2 separate regions of the Hordeum vulgare genome follow, and region 2 is linked to region 1. The links are chromatin contacts, called in public Hi-C maps. All regions are on one chromosome and are shown on one strand. The core of a region is the stretch at or near the end of the contact, and the rest is flanking DNA. Distances in the headings are between cores, read along the strand shown.

Evidence for each region. A called contact is a pair of places that touch in the nucleus more often than the background predicts.
Region 2: a contact with region 1 is called in a Hi-C map of leaf, with 3 times the contacts expected there. The contact joins the promoter of LOC123444538 here to the promoter of LOC123444534 in region 1. A contact is called at or near these places in 5 of 6 Hi-C or Micro-C datasets (leaf, seedling and an unstated tissue) and 1 of 1 datasets of contacts at active chromatin or transcription factors (embryo).

Annotation. Positions count from the first base shown.
Region 1 is chr3H:506,345,454-506,350,866 of MorexV3_pseudomolecules_assembly, reverse strand. It overlaps LOC123444534 (pseudouridylate synthase 7 homolog), which reads left to right and starts at 3,686. Exons shown (of 19, transcript XM_045121280.1): 1 at 3,686-4,067; 2 at 4,171-4,350; 3 at 4,436-4,683; 4 at 4,789-4,861; 5 at 4,961-5,017; 6 at 5,287-5,366. The coding sequence starts at 3,786.
Region 2 is chr3H:506,530,518-506,536,164 of MorexV3_pseudomolecules_assembly, reverse strand. LOC123444538 (protein REPRESSOR OF SILENCING 3-like) reads right to left here and starts at 3,880. Exons shown (of 3, transcript XM_045121290.1): 1 at 3,748-3,880; 2 at 3,321-3,554; 3 at 981-2,829. The coding sequence starts at 3,846. The coding sequence ends at 2,296. LOC123444537 reads left to right here. Exons shown (of 15, transcript XM_045121289.1): 15 at 1-52.

The sequences.
Region 1 (5,413 bases), core at 2,437-4,936:
ATTTTTACCTCCGAAAGTGCATCGCCGACTTGAGATTCGTCGACTTCGGATGGCTCAACCACATCAGATTTGCCCTTACCCTTGGTTTTCTTTGAGGGCGGCCTAACATTTTTCATGGCTGGCCTTTTGGGTTTCCTAGACCAGAACTTATCGCCTTTCTGAAATAACATGTGTTACGAAACCACAATGCAAATGAGGCATAAAGAGTAAGGACCAAAGGCGGGTTAGGTTTGTTCACCTTGGGCGCCGGGTTAATTTTGCAGAAAGGTTTGAGGCCGATTTGGCCGCATTTTCCCGCAGGCTCGCCAGTCAGCTTTTTGATAATGGTAACGATGTCCTTTTCTGTTAAAGCCGTATGGAAATAACATTGAGGGTGATCCAGGGTGCCATCAAATTCACACATCAGACCGTCCCGGCGGCTCAGAGGGAGGATACGCCATTCGACCCAACAGCGGATTAGGTCAACCCCGGTAAGGCCGTTGTTCGTCAAGGATCTTAATTCAGACAGTATCGGGATGAATTCCGTTTCTTCTTCCTCGGTGAGCTTGTCTGGGAGCTTGAAGTTGGTCGGAAGGCGAGTTGGCCTGTAGCCCAGAAGCTTGTTTTCGCCTGCAGGAGAAGTTTCTTGACAGTAGAACCAAGACTCACCCCAACCTTTGGGATGGCTAGGCATGGCGAGTGAGGGAAACGAGCTATCCCTGCAGCGTTGGACATTGACGCCGCCAAGTTCCAAGCTGGGGCCGTTGTGGAATTCCGTTTGGCGATTCAGATGGAAAAAATGCCAGAATAAAGGAATAGAGGGCTCAATCCGCAGATAAGCCTCACAGAAAACTTGGAATTGGCACAAGTTACTTATGGAATTGGGTCCCAAATCCTGGAGGCGGACGTTCATGAAAGTCATGGAGTCCCTAAGAAACTTTGATCCGGGCGGCTTAAAACCTCGCTCCAGATGTTCAACAAAAACGACTATTTCCCCTTCTTTGGGGTTAGGGAGATCTTCTCCGAACCCGGTGCGCCAGCCAATAACATTCTGAGGATCCAAGCTGCCCGTTTTCACATAATCAGCTAATATGGTGTCATCGACCTTGGTAGGAAGCCAGTCACTTTTGAAGACGGCGCCCATGCTACAAATAAGTAAAGTATGAAATTACATGCCTCGAACATCTACTGTATGAGATGAAATCAGTTCATTTAACTCGCCGAGTACTTTGACTAAGGGAAGGGTTTGACCCGCCAGATCAAAGGGCCGAGTTGGGTTACTATGGCGACTTACGGAGTGTGGCTATTCACAAGGGCTACGTTCTAAAGATGGTAAAGGTGTTTGTTTGAAGTATCAGAGTATGAAGACTATAAACAGCTTTTTGCAAACACTAGGTAATGAATGGATCTACTAGGCAGATGAGAAAACCTAAGAAAAATGACTGGACGCAGTAATTTATTATCAGATGACGCCCTTCGCTTGGTGAAAACATTATTTTAAAAAGATTCACAAGTAAAGGCGGATAAGTAAAGGTATTCAAAGCATTAGCTATCCTATCGACATTCATGCTAATCGGTTCAGGGTAGGCGGCGCCTGTATGCAAGGAACATCAAGAACATGGCAGTGGCTGGAGCTTCAAGCAGAGATTGAATCTATTCCTAAAAATGGGCGGAGGCCTAACCTGATGCTTTCGGGTGAAAGAAGCCGACGATGATGGAGTTTGTTGAAGAAGCACGGGAGTCCCGTCGAGCGAAGAGGTTTTCGGCGGCGGCAGAGTTCGTGGTGAATGGCGAGATGGTCGACGGTGATGCAGTGGACGACGACGACGGCGGACGGGTCGGTTGCGGCGCGAGACTGGACGACGGCGAAGGCCTACAGGCGGCACCGAAGCTCCTCGCGTGAAGGCCGAAAGCACGGTCGGCGGCGGATTCCTCGGGGGCGATGAGATTTTCTCACTGCTAAGATGGGGAGGAGGTTGACGAGACTGGTAGGTGGGAAGCACCAGTTCTGTCCCCCCTGGTCTATTTATCAAAGCGGGTGCTGGAATCGAGGCGCCGTGAGCGGGAACCGCCGGGGGATAAAAAGATTCGCTATAAATGCGGGCCGAAGATTTCGGGATAACAATGCGCTAAGATCCGTTGGGATTGTGACCGTCTTCCCGAAAATCGAGGAATAAGAAGAGGCTAATCAGTAATGGTTTGGCGACTTAAAGAATTCTCAGTGCCCAATGGCGGGTGTACAATTTCTGACATATGAAGAAAAATGAGGGATGAATCGCCTTCAATGGAGCAGAGGTATTGGCATGAAAAAGAAAAGTTCAAGTCAATTTGGGGCCTAATGTTGGGGATATTACCTGTGGATGACCCGCCCTAGTTGGGCCGGGTTATCCATTAGGCGATTCACCCAAACATTTAGTTGGGCCTCGTCTTGGCCGAATCAAGGTCGTATGACGGTTTATATCTCCTGGAAGGTCTCCAAGCTTCGGAAGATGGCGACTTAGAGACCACAGGGGTCACGGGTTGTAGGAAGGAAAGTATCCTTGTAAACCCTAGGGGTTCGACCTGTATATAAAGGCGAGTCCCAGGGGACGGAAGGGGGAGGTTAGAAATCATCGAGTGCTAGGTTCGGCGAGTTACGCCCTCCTTGTAATCGAAACCATATCAATACACACCAAAGCAGGACGTAGGCTTTTACCTCCTCACGAGGGGCCGAACCTGGGTAAATCGTCGTGTCTCTCCCGCTTAACTCCTTTGAGTCGCCACCAAGGTGCGATGGCTCCAGTATTAAGTCCTTTCACGAGGACATATGCCGTGACAAAACCACGACAGATGCCGTCACCACCGCAGAAGGGGAGCCTCGAGTCCCGCAAAACGAGTGGGCATCGAGTAGGGCCCTCCCCCTCTAACACCGCCCCCGCCCATGTCCATGACCTCTGTGACGTTCTCGACCGTAAGGGGGCAACCCTCACTTGCGAGGGGGGGGGGGGGGGGCGCTGGCACGTGGTGCCCGATGCATCTTTCCACCAGGACCGATCTCATGGACTGCCACTATGTTGAGGACCTCGTCAAGAGCACACACATGGTCCTCCATGAATTTTAGATTTTTTTGAATTGATGATCATATTTACAAATTTGTGAGCATTTGTAAAATTATGTGTTCTTTAAAATTTGTGAATATATTTACAAAATCACGATTTATGTCAATTTGTGAACATTTCTTTGAATAAACAAACATTTTCCAAATCCATTACATTTTTTAAATTTAGTGAACATTTGTAAAATCTGTAAACATTTTTAAATTTATATACTTTTTTTAAAACATGAAAAATTATAGTATCCATTTATATTTCCAATTTACACTTTAATGTAAAAAATTGAATTTTTTTGCTTGGTAAGTACTCCATTCGTTCCTAAATATAAGTCTTTTTAAAAGTTTTATTATGGGTATATATACATATTTTAAAATATAGATTCATTCATCTTGCTTCGTATGTGTTCGGTTAAGTGAAATATCTAAAAAGGTTTATATTTAAGAACGGAGGGATACTCAGTTTTTTTTAGGTAGTTGTTGTTCTTTTTAACCGGTGTGAGAGCGACCAGGAAAGCGCTATTGGGCCGCGGGCCGCCTACCGTGCGCGCGAGCGCCAGCAACCAATTCCGGCGCCTCAAGCGCCTTCGACAATCGCTCAGCCTCCAGTTTCCAGCTCCCGCATCCCCCAGCCTACAGAAACGGAGACGGAGCGCGCGGCTGGCCGAATCACCTCCCCACCGCCCCTCCGCCGGCCATCTTCCCACCGCGCGCCCGAATGCGCTGCCGCCACTTCCTAAACCCCCTCCTCTCTCCCCTCTCCTTCGCAAAACCCCCTTCCCGCCCCCTTGCCAGCCGCGCCCGCGCCGTGGCCCAGCCGCCCGCCCAGGCCCAGCGCCGCGCCGCCCTCGCCGAGCCCGACGTCGGCATCTCCCGGTTCGCCTCCTCACTCCCCGGCTTCCGCGGCGTCCTCAAGCAGCGCTACTCCGACTTCGTCGTCCACGAGGTCGCCCGCGACGGCACCCTCGTCCGCCTCACCTCCTTCGACCTCCCCGACGAGGTTTGCCTCTCGAGCTCCCTGTTGCTTCCACCCCGCATTGCGGTTTTCCGGATTCAGGAACCGTGGTCTGATGCCATGGTTTCGGCTTGGTGCGGATTCGCAGCGTGCAGATACGGATGACGAGGCCAACGCGGACCTCCCGCATGCACTGGATTCATTCCGGCTGCTCTGCGGTGACGCTGATGCTGAGGCGTTGAGGGGATTTCTGTCGAGGGTTTCAGAGGGTGATAGTAATGTCTCACCGATCATTCTCTCCCCTGACGCTGATAAGGCTCATCGCTTGGTGGGTTTGATTTTCCCGATATTGTGGTTAACTGGTTATGGTGGAAACTTGGATTTGAACTTGTCAAGTATTCGACATTTTCTAGGAGGTGCATGACTTCTTCAAGAGGAACTTCATCTTCTTGGTGACGGACACCGTTGAGCACAGCGATGGGGTCCAGAGGTGTATTAGGGTGCGGTTGAGGTCAGGGCCACGTGGCCGGAGGAATGTTGGTGAGAAAGCGAGCAATAGGACGGGCATAGGAAGTTCTGAACCTTCAGGCTGGAGAGATGACATGCCATTTGATAGTAGAGGATCTATAACCTGGCCTTACCATCTTGGGAAGTTTCTCAGGTGATGGCATTACATATCATCCCATCATTTTTAATCTATGATATTTTAGTATTCATGCATAAGGATGCATAGGACTGCACATTTAGGTTGTAATTCATTCTACAGGTTTCATCTCTACAAAGAGAACAAGGACACCCAGGAGGCACTAAGAGTTATAGGAAAAATGTTAGGGCTTCAGGTGCCTGTTTGCCATTGTTTTCATTAAAATATTTGCAACTTCTTTTTTTGAGTTGCTGAATGTATTCACATATTCTCAAATTACTTGTATTATCCACAGCCACGATCTTTTAGGATTGCAGGGACAAAGGATAAACGTGCCATTACAACCCAACAGGTCCTTATTTTCCACAGTAATTTATGCTGTCAATTCATGCACGTATCAACCTTTTGAATTTATTTTCATTTATTTATTTGGGCAATATGATTTGTGATTCAATATAAAAAGCATGGTGTCAAAATGGGAAGTATAATATTTTTCTCCGAAAAAAAGACGATACTTTTGACTATTGCAGCCACAAGGAAAATTGGATGATATAGTTTCAAAAGACAAATATTTTAGTTTTCCTTGGGTTTATGAATTTTTATTCTCTTCCTTCTCATCAGGTAACACTTTTCAAGGTACATGCTAGTAGGTTGGCTGCTCTAAATAATAAACTCACTGGCATTAAAGTTGGAGATTTTAAGTAAGTGGTTATGTGTATCATCTCCTGTGTACAACATTGATTTATGT
Region 2 (5,647 bases), core at 2,631-5,130, 190 kb before region 1:
CATTCTAGCTGTACAAAATGTGATTGATGGCAACGGAGCAACACAATATGCACAGTCGTTTGCCTTTAAAGCAAGAACAATTCTTCAGAGAAATGCAGAACTCAATAGACAAAGATAAAGGATGGAATAGAAGGCACCAAATTCAAAAGGAAAGTGGATTCCTCTTTTTTGGCGCATCTATGATGTTGTAGTGAAAGAGATGGAGCTTAGTGATGCCGGTCAATGCAGCGGAAAAAATTTGTTTGATAGCAACAACACCACAGTTGTTTCTCATTCGAATGATTCTTCAAAGAGATGCGGAGCTCAGCAGCCAGCGAATGACTAAACAGAGGGAACAAATTGTGGAATAGAAGGCAAAGCTCTTCGGCACCAACTTCGAAACGAACGGTAAACTCACCTTTTTTTGCGCATCCCTGATGTTGGTAGTGACTAGTACAAATGCCCGTGCGTTGCACCGGGTGAAAAATTCGTCCAACGAGCTCTTCCTCAAACCTCCATGCGTAGTTAACTCTACCGGGAGAAGGGGACACATTATAAGCAGGTAAAACTTTGCTCTTCTACAAACTACAACAAAAGATTATGGAAAATTTATTAATCCAATTATTTAATAGAAGATAACGGTACAGTTGTGGGTAATGGAACATACACATTCTATATATTACCCTGATTTTTTAATTTGGAGGCGATTGACAAAAGAAATTTTAGATAAACATGACCATTTTGTGTAAGCAAAATAACAGGAAGAAATAGGATACAGAGATTACCACAATGTCAGTACACAATCTGACTTCATCTACCAAGACTAATAGTTGTTCTCTTTTAGTGATAATCTTCTATCTGGAAGAGTTGCAGACTTGTTCGTAACAAAGAAAAAATATTTTTTCTGAATCATTAATTCTATGCACCACGTATCATTCAAATAAGAATAGTGAACCTGACCGAAAAGCTTGGATGAGTCATAGTTTTGGGGCTAGAGTACCTCCATGAACCCACATCATAACCATATTATGTCATTCAGTAATCGAGCAGTCTGGTTGAATCCATCATAATCGATGTCCTTGTTGTTGGGTCCATGCCTTCCCGCCTAGAGGGACCCCATCCTGATAGAAGTTTTCGCCGTTGAATTCATGCCTTCCCGCCTACACGACAACACGCTCATATGAAGTTCTGGATAATATACTCTTAGAGTGACATTTTTCTTTCAAAAATATTAACCAAGTAACCCTAAATCTAAATGCAGAGTTGCAGAATATACATAAACAAAGCATATTCTGATCACATGTCTATTTAAACAAATCATTTTCCATGTAAAAAGTCTATTTCGGTAAAATAACAATTTTTGCTCAGTACAATAGTAAAACCATCTTACAGTTTCATCAGTTTTTTAAAAGCACAAATGTAAAACTGTGTTCGAATTGAAATCATATCTCTGTTTATCAGAAAATCAAACTCTCATATCACAATGTTAGCACAAAATTAGTTTGAGTACCCAGAGTTCATCATATCACTACCTTCTAGAAGTACCTACTGCCTGGCCGCAACCCCTTCATTACGTCGTCGAAGATGAACCCAGGGCGGCGCCACCCGAAGTTGTCGTTGGCCGCTGCTTGTACGTCCTCGTGTCTGCTGGCATGTCTCCTCATTCCTCCTCAGGGCGGCCGAGCAACCCGTACCTAAGAGAATGCATATAACATTCAAACAGTCAGGATGTTTCTTTTGTCTTCTGTAAGAGATGAAATCAAGCCATCAACTCATTGTGACAGATTCTACCGCATTTTTCACACACATCAAGGGGTTGTACAAATAGTTACATGCTAGTCAAATATTTGTGCATGTCACAAGGGAATATACATACGATTCATTACTACACTATCGTAGGAATCCTTGAAGCCTAGTCAAGGTGCCTCTTGTTTTTTTTTCTCCAAAAGAGGTAAATGAAATGATAACAACTTGCAGCGTCATAGGGAGCACTTCCCTGATTCCCCCGGGATGAAAAGCCTAATGATTATTCTGCATCTGTGGAATGTGAATAAAATTACAGATGTTAAAATCATCATGAAGAAGCTATGCAATCTGTAAAATGAAATACAATGCTTTAAAATGGCCTTATTTTTGTAGGAAAGATCGTTGCAATCAGTGAATTGGTACATAGACATACAAAGACGTGATATTGCCATGCATGATTCAGAAAATTGTGGAGTGCCTTTATAAACTACTTTCTGTATCTTTTATGAGAAGTGGCTTCCGACCAACAGCTGAAAAAAGAACACTATGAGTGCATCACAGGAAAATTATTCAGGCAAGTAACTGCAATACGCATACCTTATTCATTGCTTGGTTTGCCCTGTTTAACTGGACAACTGAGTTATTGGCCTTACGAGGAGCAATATTGATCACAACGTCATCATCCAATTCTTCTTCAGAAGGATCATCTGTTTCTTCCATTTGGAGATCATCCAAATCTTCTTCAGGACTTTCTGTTGTTTCTTCCATTCGCAAATCATTGTCGAAATCAGAGGGTTCTGTCTCGGTATCACAGGGTTTTGCCTCAGCATCAGAGGGGTCTGTCTCAGCATCTCCTTTCTGCACTTCCGACGAATTGATTTGCTCAGTGTCCTTCTCAAAGAGCTTACTCATCACATAATTCATGATGTTGCGCTCCTTCTGAAACGCAACACGATTAAGAACAGCAGCATATTCTTCATTGGCTTTCTCAGGAGGTCCACAGTGCTCCTCACAATCGCAGAAATGAATTGGGTAGGAAGGGATTTCAATATTTCTGAAACTGTATTTGTGCTTTCCACTGCCTTTAAAGGGCAAAGGTTTCGGCTGTAAAAACAGATCCTTGGTTAGGAGAACACATGTCAATGTAATAATTGACATATTAGATAATCATTTCGGTAGGAAATGCACAACTGCTATTTTGATCAATGTACGGCATGATACACTACTCTCTTACCCTTGTCTCTTTTGTCATAACCACAGTTACAAAACAAGATGTTTACCTAATATCTAAAGATGACTTCATATTGAATTGCTATTTCTTATTCAAAACCTGATCTTAGCAATTACACCAGCTTAGTTTGGCTCATATTCCGTTAAAATGAACATGATTCAGGCATCAGGCCAGCCTTATGAAAAAAGCAAGTACGGTGTCATGATCATGCTATTAATCATCATGAGGAATGGCATACTGCTACTTGCATAGTCATAACTATTTGTAGTCTTGCACGAATTAAAGAAACTACAGAATGCACGATTTGAAAGATTCACTAAAATAGTCAAACCAAAGAAGTATGCAACACAGAGAGACAACTCACCTTCCTCAATCTCGGGAAGTAGATGTTAACCTTTGAAGTTTCCAGAGCATGCTTCTCCAGCTTCCGCTTCTCCTTCTCCTCCTGCTTGTCCATATCATCTTTCGCAGGCATTTCTTGAGCAGCTGTCGCCGCCGTCGCGGCTTCCTGCTCCCATTCTCGCTTCAGTCGGACGAGGTAGTGCTCCTTGGCCTTCTCAAGTTTAAGCTTCCCTCCTTTCCATTTGCACCCTTTGTACTACACGCAGATCAACATCGTATCAGAAATCCTCTGTGCAGCCGCAAAACAAGACAGCAAACAGCTATTGGAGGGCCAAAATCTCGTTCATCTCCACTAAAGGCGCTAATTTGGACGAACGGATAGAATCAACAAGCCCCAATCTGCTACTATTAACAAAGATGGTTGGTTGGATGGGGTGGCGGATGCTTACGGTGGAGAAGAGTTTGGCCAGGGCCTTGTGGGAGGGGCATTGGAAGTCGACGTAGGCGAAGCTGCTGCGCGAGAAACGGAAGAATGGATCCCATCCCATCCACCCGTCCCCAACCCTTCCGAAGAACCCAGACGCCGGTCCCACCACCACTCACCTGGATCCGGATACTACCGTCGTTCCCCGCATCCAGCCCATGCGTCGTGGCCACCCTGTGCAGACGCGCTCGATCGGATTGAGCGAGAGAGCCACCTGCTGCACGCTCGCTAACCCGCCACGATCTGGAGTGATATGGAGGATTTTGGATTGTGGATCTGAGGCGTCGCTGTCCCTCGCCTCGCTCACGCCCGCCGTGACGCGTCGTCCGGCGCGACTCCCGGGCCGTTGACCCCGCTCAAAGTAGATCCCCCTCGAAGTCGAGCCGCCGGCGCGCCAGTGACCCCTCCGCCGACGGATCCGTGCGACGAGGGGAGGAGGAGAAGTGGGGAGCCGGGTAGGGGGTAGGAGGAGGGGCGGACTGTGCCGCGCAGCCGACGAGATGCGTCCGAGTGACGCTGCTCAGGGAGGTTTTTTTTTAAGAACGAATCGTTTTCTCCCAATTACAGAAGGACCACGGGCTGAATACCCAGAAGAGGAGGGGCTTTTATGCAAAAGTGCCGACAACGGACGACAGAAGCGCTCCACGCTTTATTATTATTAGGGGAGAAAAGGATGGAACTTAGCGAGTTCACTATTGCTCGCGAACAGGTATTGGTACCTGAAAGAAAAAGATGAGTACAGATAAAGAAAAAAACAGCGATCATTTCTCTCCGTGCCCATTTTTTGCTTGAGGCACCGGGTACCTAAACAACAATTGGATCAATGACAATTTTAAGACAAGGCCTGTAGGCCAAACACCTGCATAAACTGTCAAGCAAGGCAATAATAACCTGGAATTAGAAGTGGCCCATTACTTAACACAGTTGGGGGCAGCATGAGAAGGACATTAGACTCTCGACTCTCTCGGGTGAAGCTTGAGACCATCGTTACAACTCACAACCTGGAGACTGGACCTGGAACGCGTCACGGCAAAAGCAGGGCAAATGTCAGACAGAGGCGCAGAAGCGCTGTGCAGCAGCAGCAGCAGCTCCACGCGGACCTATGGAGTGGTGGAGAAGTTTTTATTTTTTTTAGGGGTAAAACACTTGCTTTATTGATCACTAATACGAGTTACAGGGATAAAAGTAGTATCAAAGGGTTGGACGAGCCACACATGACGTCCCTCCCCCAGATGCAAAGCATGTTTGGCTAAGTGATGAGCTTTCATATTGGATAATCTATTTTCATGAGCAAAGGATATGGCTAGAAAATCATTGTTTCCGTCCTTGATTTCCTTGATGATTGGGACAGTAACACCACAAGATCCTGAGTTAATCTCTTTTACCGCAACTAGGCAATCAGACGCTACTGCTACCTTCTGCAGGAGTAGATCCCTTCCCAAAGACTGTGCTTCACGACATGCTAATGTTTCCAGGATATGAGGGTCAGTTAGTCCATGGAAAACAACAAGTGATGAACCCAGGTAGAGGACTTGATCATCCCGGCATACCGCGCTAACAACGCCTATGGGGGGGGGGGGGGTTGCAGACTACGCCATCGACATTCATCTTGGTCCATCCCGCAGGCGGCGGAATCCATCTTCTGGAGGTAGATTGCACCGGTCTTACATGTGATATTGATCCTTCTGCCTTGGTCACTTTCAATTCAGCTATGAATTTGTTGACAAAGGAGTGGGTTGCCAAAGGGCTTTGGTGTTCTCCTTCATGGATCAATCTCCGTCTCGCAAACCAGAAGCCCATAGCGTGATCGTTATCTTGACCAGCTTCTTCGCTGAAACCGACGATATCATACTGAAGAGACATGA